Regions from separate parts of the Triticum aestivum genome. Here region 2 is linked to region 1. A link is a contact called in public Hi-C data. All regions are on one chromosome and are shown on one strand. Each heading gives the region's core, a stretch centred on a gene start, on an enhancer-like site or on the middle of the called end of the contact. The rest is flanking DNA. Distances are from core to core; before and after follow the strand shown. Region 1 holds the start of LOC123111890 (lysine-specific demethylase JMJ25). Region 2 holds the start of LOC123111894 (endoglucanase 22).

Evidence for each region. Hi-C and Micro-C count contacts between places; a contact is called where the count stands out from the background.
Region 2: a contact with region 1 is called in a Hi-C map of leaf, with 5 times the contacts expected there. The contact joins the promoter of LOC123111894 here to the promoter of LOC123111890 in region 1. A contact is called at or near these places in 2 of 5 Hi-C or Micro-C datasets (both in leaf).

Annotation. Positions count from the first base shown.
Region 1 is chr5B:366,326,224-366,333,326 of IWGSC CS RefSeq v2.1, reverse strand. LOC123111890 (lysine-specific demethylase JMJ25) reads right to left here and starts at 3,132. Exons shown (of 12, transcript XM_044532767.1): 1 at 2,193-3,132; 2 at 2,002-2,104; 3 at 1,366-1,687; 4 at 1,215-1,278; 5 at 412-1,117. The coding sequence starts at 2,842.
Region 2 is chr5B:366,745,347-366,752,449 of IWGSC CS RefSeq v2.1, reverse strand. LOC123111894 (endoglucanase 22) reads left to right here and starts at 4,252. Exons shown (of 4, transcript XM_044532772.1): 1 at 4,252-4,968; 2 at 5,158-5,358; 3 at 5,440-5,694. The coding sequence starts at 4,492.

The sequences.
Region 1 (7,103 bases), core at 1,883-4,382:
CTTCAAGACAGTAAACACTTTCCAGCTAATGAGCTCATGGGACTGAACAAATTTTTTGGGTGACGGTGAACGAATTAATCGACACCAGGACCTTTTCGACATTCAGGATGCTAATGATTATATTAAAACTGATGGATAGGTATAGAATGCTCATAATAATTATAGAAATTTGGTAAATGTGTAACACAATCAGCTACCAGATACCTTTGGAAAAAAAATTAGATCTTGACAACAAAGTGTTTTTTTACACCTTAATATCTTATGTATTTGGAATCAGTTGACAAACAAATACTCCCTCCATATCAAAATATAAGTGTCAAAAAGCGTCTTATATTTTGATACCGAGGGAGTACACTATAAAGGTATTCAAGAAATAAAAACATTCCTAGATATGGAATATTTTTCACTAACCTCACAACAAGATAAACAATCAATACACTTCACATTTTTCATATCAGGGGTAGTACTAGCACCATGTACTTCAGACCACATATGTGGTGGCTCCCAGCTCAAATGTGGCATTTTCTGTAGTACCCCTTGTACAATAACAGGTTCTCCTTTAACCCAGTGACTCTGGAAGTGAGTTAGATCGTCTCCTTTCTCATTATCTGATTTTGGACAGTATAGGCAGTTATCTGTTGAATTATCTCTGGTAGCAGCATGCCTTGCATTTTCATGTTTAGTACAGCATGGGCATTCATGTGTATATCCGCTGACAATATCAGAAGGTTCTAGCTGCTTACTCAACTGTAGAGCATCCCTTTCGAGCTTATTTAACCAATCTTTTGGAAACATCTGTCTCAACTTAAGGGCATGATCACCACAACCACCAAGTTCAGGTGGGGGGCAATTAATAGTCCGATCAGTATTAGCACACCACTTGGTAGTCTTAGGCTGGCAACTGGACAAGTTTGTTTGCACGCAGTTCATCAACTCAGGCGATGGATCACCACCATGCATATAGTCAATTCCTCTATTAGGATAAGACACCAGCTCTTCCCGACAAGAGCCCTCTAGATTATTTTCACGAAGCTCCTTACAGCACGCAATGCATAATTCATATGAGCAGTTTGGACAGCTTCTATGCAGATCAAAGATCGAAGTTCTGCAATTGTCACTGGATGAAATAGAAATGAAATCATAACTACAAAGTATAAAATAACAACAGGAAGTGGGGAAAAAATCCAAAGTTGAATGAATGGAGCACTCAGTACCAGAACATCCTCTCATCATTCCAGCAGTCAGCCTGTTCAACACTCAGTTCAGACAATTCCAATCCTGTTTGGCAGAAAACAGGGTAAGTAACAATTAGTTGCAAGGCACCACTCTATTTAGTTTCTACATGTTCTGCAGAATCTAGTTTACCTTGAATTTCGGCCTCTATTTTTCTCTCAACCATCTGATCCCTGTTCAGGTCACTCAAACAAGGCACCAGATAGTGCAACAGATATCTAGCATGTTTTACTTTAGTTTCCCGAGCAATCTCATCAGGTCTTGCATCCAACGTATCTACCTTGTCTAATATGACAGATGTGCTATTAATCTCATTGGATCTTAGGAAGGAGTTGTCATTTGCTTCAGTCTGTGCCACCTCATTACGAGCCCTGGTTGACTTTACACCTGAGGTGTTAGCCTTCTTTCTCTTCGTTACTGATCTACTGCCGTTGCGTTTCCTCGAAACTGAACTCTACAGGTGGAAAAAATGCATATTTTTAGACCTACACATATGGCGTCGATTTTTTTGTTACAACTGTTATGGTTTCACAAAACTGTAAGTACGTCAAACACTGCAAACACTCGATAACTAGATTTCCATGTCACAATATAACAACCATTTGTACTACAAGTCACAGCATTGTCAGTTTGTCGCAACGGAGAACAGTTATTTTAAAACAAGAAATCTTATGAATGTAACCTAGAAATCTCTAGTGCTGATATCATGCTGAACTGCTGATGCGTTTGCACTATCGGAAATAACTCAGCAAGCCACAAGATCATCACCTTGGGTTCACCCTGCTCCTTGGCAGTGCACCGTTTACAATTGCAGATTCCACGGCAGGACGGGCACCCGGCTCTAACCTCGGCCAACGACAACGCCGGGTACCTGCAAACCCACAGGCCTCACTGGTAACTCGGATGTTCATTCGTGCTAATAACCGAACATTACAAGCGGGGTGAGAAGAGAGATGTACATATCCTCGATGCAGTGGCCGCAGTAGATCTTCTCGCGGCATCGCTTACACTTGGTCATCTGCTGCTTCATCGCCCCCTTGCATTGGTGGCACGACCTCCTCCCCTTGGTGCGGCCCGCGGCGCTGGTGCTCGGCGTCGCCTCCTCTGCTGCGGGCGCAGCCGTTTCCGCGGGCACGGCGACGGGGCGGCCCCTCTTGGCCCCGTTTCCGCTGCGCCGCCTCTTGGGCACGGCGCTCCACGACGGGGACCCGGAGTCGGACGACGCCGGCGAGGCGCGGAGCGTGGCGACGCGCCGCCGCTTGGGCACGGCGCTCGACGACGGGGACCCGGAGTCGGACGACGCCGGCGAGACGCGGCGGAGCGTGGCGACGCGCCGCCGCTTGGGCACGGCGCTCGACGACGGGGACCCGGAGTCGGACGACGCCGGCGAGACGCAGAGCGTGGCGACGCGCCGCGTCTTGCGCGGCCGCGACGAGCGCGGCCCCTTCCTCTTCGTCCCCCTCCTCTCCATCTCGACCCCCCAGTCCTCGTCCGCCCCCTCCTCCTCCACGAGCGGCGCGTCCTCGTCCTCGCGCTCGTCCTCCTCATCCTCGAAGACGTACTGCCAGCCCACGGGCCCCCCGGCCCGACGGCAACCAATCGCCCCCATGGCCGCCGCCGCCGACGACGCCGCGCGAACCCACGGCCGATCAGGGCGAGCAACCCAGATTCGGGGATTCGATTTTGCTTCCAATCCGATCTCCCGGATTTAATAGCTACCTCTATCCGTCGGGCGCAATCTGGCCGGGGCGGGCAGGGCCGCAGCCCGCAGGTGTTTTCGTCGGAGGGGAGTGAGGGGCGGAGGGAGTAGCGACCACGTGGAACGCGCGTACGGGGCGGCCCGATACGAGGCTCGCTCCTCCCTGCTGCGGCCGCTGCTGGTTTTTGATTCGGTTTCCGGTGGGTTGGTCGCATCTCGTGACTGACGGGTGGGCTGGTTGGATTTACTAGCTGCGAAAGGTTTTCTTGTGTGGGGAATGTACGGTAAATGTTGTACTGTCGTTTATTACCTGCTGTATATTTTTGTGTGCATAAAAACGTAATTACAGGTGCGAAACGAAGGTTCGTTCGCTACGGAATGGGCCTGAGTGACGTTGACGGGCGTGACAGGTCGTGCCAAGTCGTGACTTGTGAGGCGTGCCGCACAACTTTCGAGCGGTAGAAAGGTCCAACGGATCTTTTTTGTACAGAGTATAGGCCGGCCAGGCCCCGTATTGTTACAGCTAAGACCTTGACACGTTTTCTGCTTTTGACGGAAGTACCAGGTTACAGCAGCGTCCAAAGCATTGTGCCCGGATGACCAGACATGTTCGCAATCAGGGAACGATTCCTGTTTGGCTCAGAGCATCTTCAACGGGAACCACAAAAATGCTCTCCCATCCGTCCGCGGACAGAGGGACCGCTTCACGAACACGGATGCGGAACGACACCATACAACCGTGGTGGCATATATTTTGAACCGCATTTTAACTAACCGGATGAAATTGATGAAAAGCGGTTGATATTCATCAATGTTCGGATAGAAATAGCACAAATCATTCATACATATCATGCACATCAAGTCTAGTACAACAATGTCCCTAATTCGACTAGATCCCGGATGTCCGGCAAGTTTTTCATCAACGGATCATGTCGTTCCACACTCCCCCTTCGACTTCATCCAACAGTATGCGCACGTAAATGGCCGTCTCTCTATCACGTGGTACACCACGGCGGCGTGTGCGGGCTACATATAATGTGTAGACCGATATTGAGTGTATGAATCAATCAACAAGTTGAGCAAGAGAGAGTAAAACTTACCATCTCCTCCATGTCCGCGTGCAATGGCCACCAAATTGCAAAACGTGATGGCGCCGACCTGGATAGCGCGCCAGCGATACAACAACAACCTCACGTTGCGTCGTTGAATGATGTACGTGTCGTAGGGCGCAATGTGCTTTCATGCGTGAAACTTTACATGCACTTGCTCCCAGAAGGGCTCCCTTCTGCTCCTGCCTATGAAATCCGCGGATATGGCCAGCCACGCATCGCACAACTCATCCTCCATGGTCGAGTAGCTCATCAACCTTCGTACTCTAAAAAATGACAGAGCATCTGAAAAATAAGCTCAATGGCATTTGACCGGACACCTGTTGGGCGTGGTGTCCTCCATGGAGGTCGTTGACAGGGACGGAGCATACCTGGGTACAAATGGCTCTAGGGTGGGAAGCTCCGTCGGAACGGCGAGTGGGGCGCATCGGTGTTGCTTGCGGACGTTCGGGCAATGCCTCTGTGGCGGCTGGAGATGAACAGCGGCAGCGGCGGAGGTGGAGGGTACCGATGCAAAGCAAGAGGGGAGGGACAGAGTGGAAGGAAATGGGACCGAAAGGGGGATTAGGTGGGCCGGGGGTGTCGGAGTCCTACGTTTCGGGTGTCCGGACTCCCGCAAACCTCCCACACTTTTGTCTCCAATACGCGGGAGAAAAGGCGTCCGAACCGCACCGCGGACCGATACAGGCCGGCATTGGATGGTGGCTTCCGCGGTCCGGACAACGCGGTCTGGACGGTTACGGGAGGTTTGTTGGTCCGCCTTGGTGATGCCCTTAAGGCTTGTCTTTTGTTTTTGCTTAAGGCTTGTCATAGTGGGGCGTAACTTAGACTACTGTCATGCATACGGCAGTAGTCTAGTCTATGTTACTACTGCCTTCGTGCCGGTGTATTACGTGCATTACAAAAATCAAATAATCCCAGAATGTTTAGACATGGTACATTAACTCTTACCCCGTTTCTTGTTTTTTACATGAATAAAGAATCAACCAATAAGAGACGTGGGGCGTGCATGCTTTTAATGACTTGAGACTACCGGGCACGGCATACAATGGTCAGTTCATTGCATGCAATGATACTGATTAATAAATAAACATTAAGGTCTCTCATTTTTTTCCTGTGTCTTGGTCGTGATGCACAACCTAAGAGCATGGTTAATAGTACAATAAAGAGCCGTCTATATGGAGTTGCCATGTCGTCACCCATACCTCCCGTGGCATTCTCGTCGCTGCTACTTGTGATAGGCGTTGGGATTTCCCCGAAGAGGAAAGGTGATGTAGTATAGTAGTACATAGTATTTCCCTCATTTAAGAACCAAGATTTATCAAACCAGTAGGAGACTCACGCAAACAAACGTCAACAATATATGCACACACACACACAACAAATACTTGCACCCAACACGGACAAGAGAGTTGTCAATCCCCTTGTACTCGTTAATTGTAAGGATTAATTCTAGTAGTGATAGATAGATAAATTACAAAATTAAATAAATTGCAGCAAGTAATTAGGGTTTTAGTAAATATAAAGTGAAAAGACCCGGGGGCATAACGTTCACTAGAGGCATCTCTCTCATGAGCATAATAACGGTGGGTAAACAAATTGGTGTTGGGCAATTGATAGAAAAAATGCATAGTTATGACAATATTCATGGCATGATCAATACATATGCATTACATCCGAGACAAGTAGACTGTTAATCTTACTAAATATACTACTATTACTGCCAGGGTTATGATCCTGACAATGAGACTAGGGGTACGAATAAGAGGCATAGCCTAGCTACGGCGTAGGTGTAACACTCGGTGTTTAATTAGTTCAGGCCCCTCACTCGGTGGAGGTCAAAGCCCTACGTCTCGTGCCCTAAGGCTTGCTTTGATATGATAGGTATCATTAGAAAGGTTGCTCGCTACTTAGTTACGGAGAAGGGTGCGGCTTATATAGAGTGCGCTGCAACCCATGTCCCCCACGCCGCCGAGGCAATTAATGACATTGAATGAGTCAGTTACTAGTATAATGAGCCTATACTACAACAGTTATAGGTAATGGTAGCTATGACTCACTATGGATGACTTGGGATCCTCGACCATTGTAGCTCCCACGATGTCCTCCTGCCTTCTATGCTGAGTGATGATCCATCAGTCGAGTGACGTGTGGTCGTCCGAGTGTCGTTGAGCTGTCTGAGTGGGGTTGTTGATGTATGCATCCGAATGTTGGCGTGGTCCAGGGACCTACCTATGATGGTGATGGGCCCCATGTGGGTCCCGAATGATGGGTCCTTGACCCTACACGTAATAGGTGACCACATCATTAGCCCCCGAATTGGTTGCGTAGGACAAATAAATCGATCCCTCGGTTGAGTCTGAGTGTTGCTGGGGCACTTGGAATATGTTTCTGAATCATGGTTTGTTGTTCCTTGGGAGAAAACACAACAGATTTTGGGCTTCAGGTTTACCCAGATGACCGGGTATTGTTGATCGTCGAGAAAAACCCGGTTGCATTTGTTTTGTCTCTTGGAGGAGATAGACTAGTGGCCCGAGTGCGGGCATGCCATTATAACCCGAGTGGTGATGTCGGCGCGTGGTCTGACTCTCCGGAGAGATGGCATTCCATATCCTAGGGGAATGCTAGCGCATGCATGCTACGAGTCCAGGTTTACGAGTCATGCGCCTTGGAGCCTACTGAGAGGGCCAAGTGAACACGCAGAGGGCGTCAAGCTCGTCACGTAACGATCCTAAAGAAGACTTCAGTCAGGTGTTTAACGTGGCTGAGTGCACGGGTCCCCGCGGAGGGTGATCATTCAGTCTGATGTGTGTCCCAAAGGAAAGGAACTGCATGTGATCAATCGAATTGATTTGTCTCAGAAATCTCGGGATTTGAATTCGCGTGTTCACGCGCAGAAGCGGTAGCGTCGTGCGTTTGTGGGAAAGAGGGGGCGTGACTCCTTGATTTGTGCGCTCGATCCCCGCCGCGTGTTGCGCCTGCCCTGTGCAAAGCCCCTTCGCGCGGGCCATCGGTGTTGGTGTCAAAACCGGCGGATCTCAGGTAGGGGGTCCCGAACTGTG
Region 2 (7,103 bases), core at 3,003-5,502, 420 kb before region 1:
GACGGGTGCACCACAGAATGCGCAATCTGCATGAGTCTATTAGTCCCAACTTTGGTGAAGATTTTAAAGCTAACATTAAGCAGGCAAATTGGCCTAAATTGCTCAATCCTCACGGCCTCAGTTTTCTTAGTAACCAAAGTAATCGTTCCGAAGTTCAATGAAACAACTGCAACTACCTCAAGAAAAGATCCTGGAACATCGGGAGCAAGTCCCCCTTAATGATGTGCGTAACATAGTATAGGGATATGTGTACGTTACTAGTGTATGTTACTCACTATTGTGGCTAGTCTTATGTTACGGTATCTACCTATGTTACTCTAACACTCTCTTCTTTAATTCTCTGCCACATCATCACGTTTGTTATTCCCGAATGCATGATACCGGATATAATACCCCCACTATTGCCAGCCTAATTATAAGCCAGGATGGTTCTTCAATTCCAAGAAAAAATCATTAAAAAGTGTATGGTTATTTGTTGTTTTAGAGATCTTAACGTAATTTTTATTGTGTTTGAAAAGCTTTGTGTTCTGTTAAACTTTTATGATAAATATGAGTCTTTTCGCATATTCTTTTATCAAGTACCGAATTCTCGCTCACAGTTACCGCAAAAAAAACACTCTTGCTTTATTGCCGAATACTTCAACAATGTGGGACCTTTCAGACGGATCCGGCTTGCCTGCTCCCTCCCCATGCTCCCATCCGTGCTCCCACCTCATCCTACGGGTGTCTTTTTTTCCTTTTTCCTTTCTAATCTAATCATCTCCCCCCCTATTTTAAGGGGGTGGGGCCGGGCCTTATTTTGCTTCAATTAAATCATGCCACGTATACGGGAGCACCAATGGGCACACGGGCGGGGAGCAGGCAAGTCTCATCCCTTTCAGACGTCTTGCGAACCAACCTGTGGTTGGATGGTTAGAGGTACTGTGGTATCCTCAGCCCACCAGGGTTCAAATCCTGGTGCTCACATTTATTCTTGAATTTATTTCAGGATTTTCGGCGATGCACATTCAGTGGGAGGAGACGTTCCCGTCGACGACGAGGTGCTTACGGTGACTTCGTAAATTTCAAGATGATATGCGGCTCAGTCTTTCGGAGGTGCTCATAGGGGTAGGGTGTGCGTGTGTGCGTTCATAGTGGTAAGTGTATGCGCGTGTATATAAGCGCTTGTGTCTGTACGGATGTTCAAAAAGATAAACCGAAGGTTGTGGATTTTTAGTTATGAAAGTTTTCCCGGGATATAGACACGTTACGCGGCATCTGTCTGGCAGGCCGGTTGAAATCCTGATGATTGTCCACATTATCAGCGAATCCTGATAATTGTCCACACTGTCCTCAGAGGACAAAAGTAACCACGCCTCTGAAACAGAAATCTCGCGCAGTTGGTCGTTGAAACTAGCTAATCACGGACATGTGGTTATCACCATCTGGCGCAGTTGGTTGCATGCAATGATTTAATGCATCTTGGAATCTGAATATGTGATGGAAAACAATCAAATTAAGTCTTATAAAATGGAAAAACTAAAATTTTGAGATAAACCCTATAAACCGAAAAGGAGGGAGTACTACGTGATGGTTAATGGGCTCTGTCTCCGTCGCACCGATCGGCAATGATCACCCTCCCCCGACGTGTCACGCTAAACCCGGCAAAAGAGATAAATACACTCACGGTCATTAAAGTTGAGTCCGAAGCACACTACGGTCACTGTACTTTAGAATACGCTCGTTACGGTCATCATATACGTTTTACGTTGATTATACGGTCACTGGTTTTTCGTATAGCTGTGTATTTTGATCTGTTGACCGGTCAACTCCGGTCAATGTGGCAATCTGTTGACTGTTGTTTTCTCTCTGCCATACGGGTCCCACATGCCAGTCAAATAGAAGAAATAAATAAAATGAAAATTTTGTGTGCTGGAGAGGAATAGAACCTGAGACCTCGGGATTACGGAAATCGCTCAGAAACCAACTCGACCGACGCTAGCTTGTGTTGCACATACGACTGTCAAGCATATTATAGTCGTACGACGTGTTGTGTCTGTGTTATTTGTTAAATTGTGTTTTTTCGTTTATGCTATATAGCTCTGTGAGTGTATGCGTGTTAGTGTTTTTTGTCTGTGTTTTATTTGTGCCGTGCGGTTGTCAATTATTTTTCCAAAAAAAAAGTTCTTGAATTCGAAATTGCTTGTGAATCTAAAATTTTGTTCCCAAAATAGGAGCAAAATTCAAAACCAGGAACACATGCACACAAATTGTGCACGAATTGCACAAAAATATTTCCAACTTTCAAACAGGAATACATGTGCACGTATTGGACGCGAATTTAAAAATAATAGAAAATGTCAAAAGATATTCCTGAAATTTCAAAAAATATTTAGAATTTTAATATTGAAAAAATAATGAGATAAACAAGAATATAAAAATAAAATCGAACGACAAAATATATAAAAAGAAAAGGCGGTTGAAGAAAAGCGTGAAAACATGAAATGGGTCGGCCCATATCTGGGCGAGCTCGCACATGAGAAATGCGAAATGTATGTGTTCGTTATAATAACAAAGTTGTGGTTCCCTTACATAACGCGCATTGTTGTTAGCTCAGTAGGTTGATGCGCGAGACTTGCCGCCAAGTGATCGCAGGTTTGATTCCCCGTTCTCGCGTTTTGCCCATTATATATTTTATTCTTTCTTCCTCCACTTACAGGCGGGACCTACAAGTCAGAAAAAGAATGCAATGCCGCGGCTGTACTAGATGCCACGTTGACCGGTCAACAGATCAAATACGGTGCTATACGGTGATCCAGTGACTGTATAATCACTGCAGAACGTATATAATGACCGTAACGAGCGTATTCTGAAGTACAGTGATCGTAGCGTGCTTCAGACTCAAATTGAGTGACCATAAATATATTTATCTCCCGGCAAAATTCCGTAGGGTGCCCGCGACTGGTCACAGTGCGCGCTTTGAAAGCGCCCGGGAAAAATGGGAAGCGCGGGGCTCGGCACATAGGCGGCCTCAAGAACGTGCATGCCAAATGCTGTCCAGACCGTGCAAAGGTTCCGCGCCGACGACACGTAACGAGCGGCGCCGGCGGCCGGCCGGCGAACCGAGTCAATTAGGCCGTAAAACCATCACGCGTGTGCCATGGATCCCGTGATTATTGCGCCCAAATCAGGTGTCGCGTGAGTGGGTCGAGACTGGGACGTGCATGGTCACCGGCGACCGGCGGATCGGCGGGCACGTAGTGACATCCCGCAGTTCGCGAGAGCGCCGTCGGCATCGACTGACGCGTCCACGCCGCGCGATGTCACCTTTGGCTCGCTTGCTTGCCAGTTCGATTCCCGCCATGGCTAGTGGATACCGACACGTGCACGTCGTGATTAATAGTGGCTTCTGCTCCATACGCAATTATCTCGTCCGCATCCGCTCGTCGGCGCCCGAGCGGAGCACCCTCGCTCCGTCGGTCGCGCCATGCCATTGCCAGCCAATGCGCACTATTACGACTTCCTCTTTTTCTTACCGGAGCTTCATACGCGTATACCGTAGTCACCACGGTCCTCCGCAGGCACGCACGCACGTCGAGAGCCCAGCTCATCCGATCTGTCCGTGGCCGCGGCAGTCCAGCACGTACGTGTACGCACGCGCCGCGCCGCCCCGCCCATGCCAGGCCGCACTGCCTGTCATGCCCTACCAACGTACTACCGACATTTGTTTATACTCGCCCCAGCCCGGCTGCGCCATTGAATGAAGCCCGGTGGGCGTTGGGTACGCGTGGCCTGCCGGTAACCAGCGTGGAGCGTGGGCTCGGAGCACGCCCTGTGTTCACTCGATGCCTGCCTGCCTGCCTGCCCCTGCACGGCCGGGCAATAATCCCCTCCCCCACTTAGCAAGCCAGTATTAATGTCGCTCACCCACAATCAAGCTGCAGGAGCGGTGATCAGGTCCGTCCAACCACTGACCTCCGATCTCCATCCCCCACCCCCGCCGAGGCCGAGGCCGAGCGCTCTACGCAACGCAGCGCGCGGCCACCGGCGAAGCGTCTCGTCAGTCGGCACCCATTTGGCCGCGCGCGGGGCCGCCGTGGACACGTAAATCGGTGCACCGGTCGCGCGCGTACGTGTCGCGGGGGGGACGCCAACGCCACGGCCACGCCGTGTAGACGGCGGTGGTACGTACTACGTGCGCGGGACCCGCCCGTCATCTCTCGCGCACCTGGAAAGACTTTGACACTGGCCTCCCTTGCTTGCGTGCTTACACGCGCACAATAGCGTCAGTTGCTTACACCCCAGCACGGGATCAGACAGTCAGACACTTTCAAAGATAGAGATAAAAGAGAGATAGAAAGGAAAGAAAGGGTCTCCACTGGAAACCGGGGCAGCAAGCAAACACTCCGGCTAAACACAAGGTCCTTGATCGCGGGCTTTGGGAGGCGAGAGACCGACGCGCTGGTGAGTGGTGACTGCTGCCGTGCGTCGGCGCGCGCGCGCGTGCGTGCCATGAGCCGGGGCCGCGTCCGGCGGGCAGCTGGTAGCCCCGTCGTCGCCACCGCCGCCGCGCTGGTGCTCCTGCAGGCGGCCGTCCTGGCGCTGTCCCTCGGGTGCGATGCCGCCGCGGTGACCGCCGACGCGGAGCCGGATTACCGAGAGGCGCTGTCCAAGAGCCTGCTCTACTTCGAGGCGCAGCGCTCCGGGCGGCTGCCGTACAACCAGCGCGTGAGGTGGCGGGGGCATTCGGGGATCACCGACGGGCTGCAGCAGGGCGTGGACCTGGTGGGCGGGTACTACGACGCCGGCGACCACGTCAAGTTCGGCCTGCCCATGGCCTTCACCGTCACCATGCTCTCCTGGGGCGCCATCGAGTTCGGCGACGAAATCGCCGCCGCCGGCGAGTGGCACCACACGCTGGAGGCCATCAAGTGGGGCACCGACTACTTCATCAAGGCGCACACCGAGCCCTTCGTCTACTGGGCCGAGGTACGCACGCACGTTGCGCATTTTCCTTCTTTTTTTACCGCCACGACCGTCGTCCGTCCGATCGCCCGCGCGACCGCTTCGAGACGACACGGGAAAAGCGGATGCCCAAGGCGACCGCCATTAATTTACTGCTGCGATGCGAATGATGGCCTTGATGGCGGACGATGTCTGACGGGATGGGACCCGCAGGTGGGGGACGGCGACACGGACCACTACTGCTGGCAGCGGCCGGAGGACATGACGACGTCGCGGAAGGCGTACCGCGTGGACAAAGACAACCCCGGCTCCGACCTCGTCGCCGAGACCGCCGCGGCGCTCGCCGCCGCCTCCATCGTCTTCCGCGCCTCCAACCCGCATTACTCCCACATCCTCCTCCACCACGCACAACAGGTACGTGTCTCTACGTGGTAACACATCACCGGTGCGGGACAAGCCACCTGTATCTGATTCTGACTGCGACTGTGCGTGCAGCTGTTCGAGTTCGGGGACAGATACAGGGGCAACTACGACATGAGCATCACGGAGGTGCGGGGCTTCTACGCGTCGGTGAGCGGGTACCGGGACGAGCTGCTGTGGGCGGCCTTCTGGCTGCACCGCGCCACCGGGAAGGAGGAGTTCCTGCGCTACGCCGTCGACAAGGCCGACTGCTTCGGCGGCGTCGGCTGGGCCATGACCGAGTTCAGCTGGGACGTCAAGTATGCCGGCCTCCAGGTCCTCGCCTCCAAGGTACGTCCACACTCAATTTTTTTACTACCTGTTCATTCATCATTTACTATTGGTACTAGAAGAATTCGCTTTCATCAAATTAAGTTGGTGCTGGTGGTTGAGCCGTGCTACCAAGGGCTAGCCTATGACCGTGCATGTTCCCCTCCTCGCTGAAATCAGTACGCCTAGCCACGAACAGTCCTGCGCTGCCAAGTAGGAGTATTCGTAACAGTACCCTTTTTTTTCACTCCCACGACGACAAACACTAGACGGTTGTTTGCTTAAGAAAGGGGAATTAATGTCTCACATGGCTGAAACACTTTCCTGCTCCCCAAAAGAAGCCATGTAGGATCCACACCTCTGTCCCATGCCTAGCTCGAGCAGGCATTAAGCGCGCTCAGATGCAAAAAATCAAACCTGTTTCATACACTCCACCTGCGATCCACCCATCAGACGGTGATGAGTGGACTGAGATCCATCAACAGATACATAGCTCCAACACACGTCGCTGTTCATCATCAACGACTAACAAGTCCACTTGTTAGCTTGGAGTGAGCCAGTCAGTAGATCAGGTTCCCGCAATGATGGTGGCCGGGGATCAGCGAGGGCGCCCTGCGCTCACTCACATGGCCGAGCATCTGGATCGATCCGCTGGGGGACTTTCCCGCCTGAAAGCCGCGGGGTTTTGCTAATTAAGCCGGGGCTTTGCTTTTCCTGTCCACATCGCGCTCGCCCCGCTTTAGGATTATTCGGTTTCCTTTCCGGAAAAACTTGAGCCGTGCTGCCGCTAAACAGAGGAAAAGCCTCTGATCGCACAACTGCTCCCTGACCCGACCCGGTAGGGTTTGAACCAGCCGGCGACCTCTCTACTCTACGTACGCTTAACTAGCAAGGCACGACTTGATCCTTTCTCGGTGGTAGGCGTAGTTTTTACGGAGGAAAAGGGAAGGAAGCTAGCCGTCTCCTTTGTCTCGGATTAGTAGGAAGTGGTGCTTTATCGGAGTCTCGTCAATCCTCGCCCTGTCACCATCAATCTCGTCTCAATTACGAATTATTACGATCGCGTCGACAAGCCGGTGAGGCTGGCTATCCGGCGTCCCCTGGCAGTCTGACCCTGTCCCTGCCACAGCCACACCGCACCAGCGAGGAATCGGACGCCTGGCATGGACGTACGGACGTACGCCTCAGGATCCCGGTGCTGCAAAGCGATCGATGGCCAGGCACATGGCGCCCGATGCGTGCTGAGATCAGTATACGGCCGGCGCTATATCCTCTGGCTGGCCATCTATCTGCTCTGCTGGATTCGATTATGCGTACACCTTTTAATTTGCTGCTGATGATGCGAGGAGCGTGCGCGCCAGACCAGACATATTTTTTTTCTCCCGCCCCCGGTTGCAGAAACCGCCCAAAAACGCAGGAAATTTGGGGCT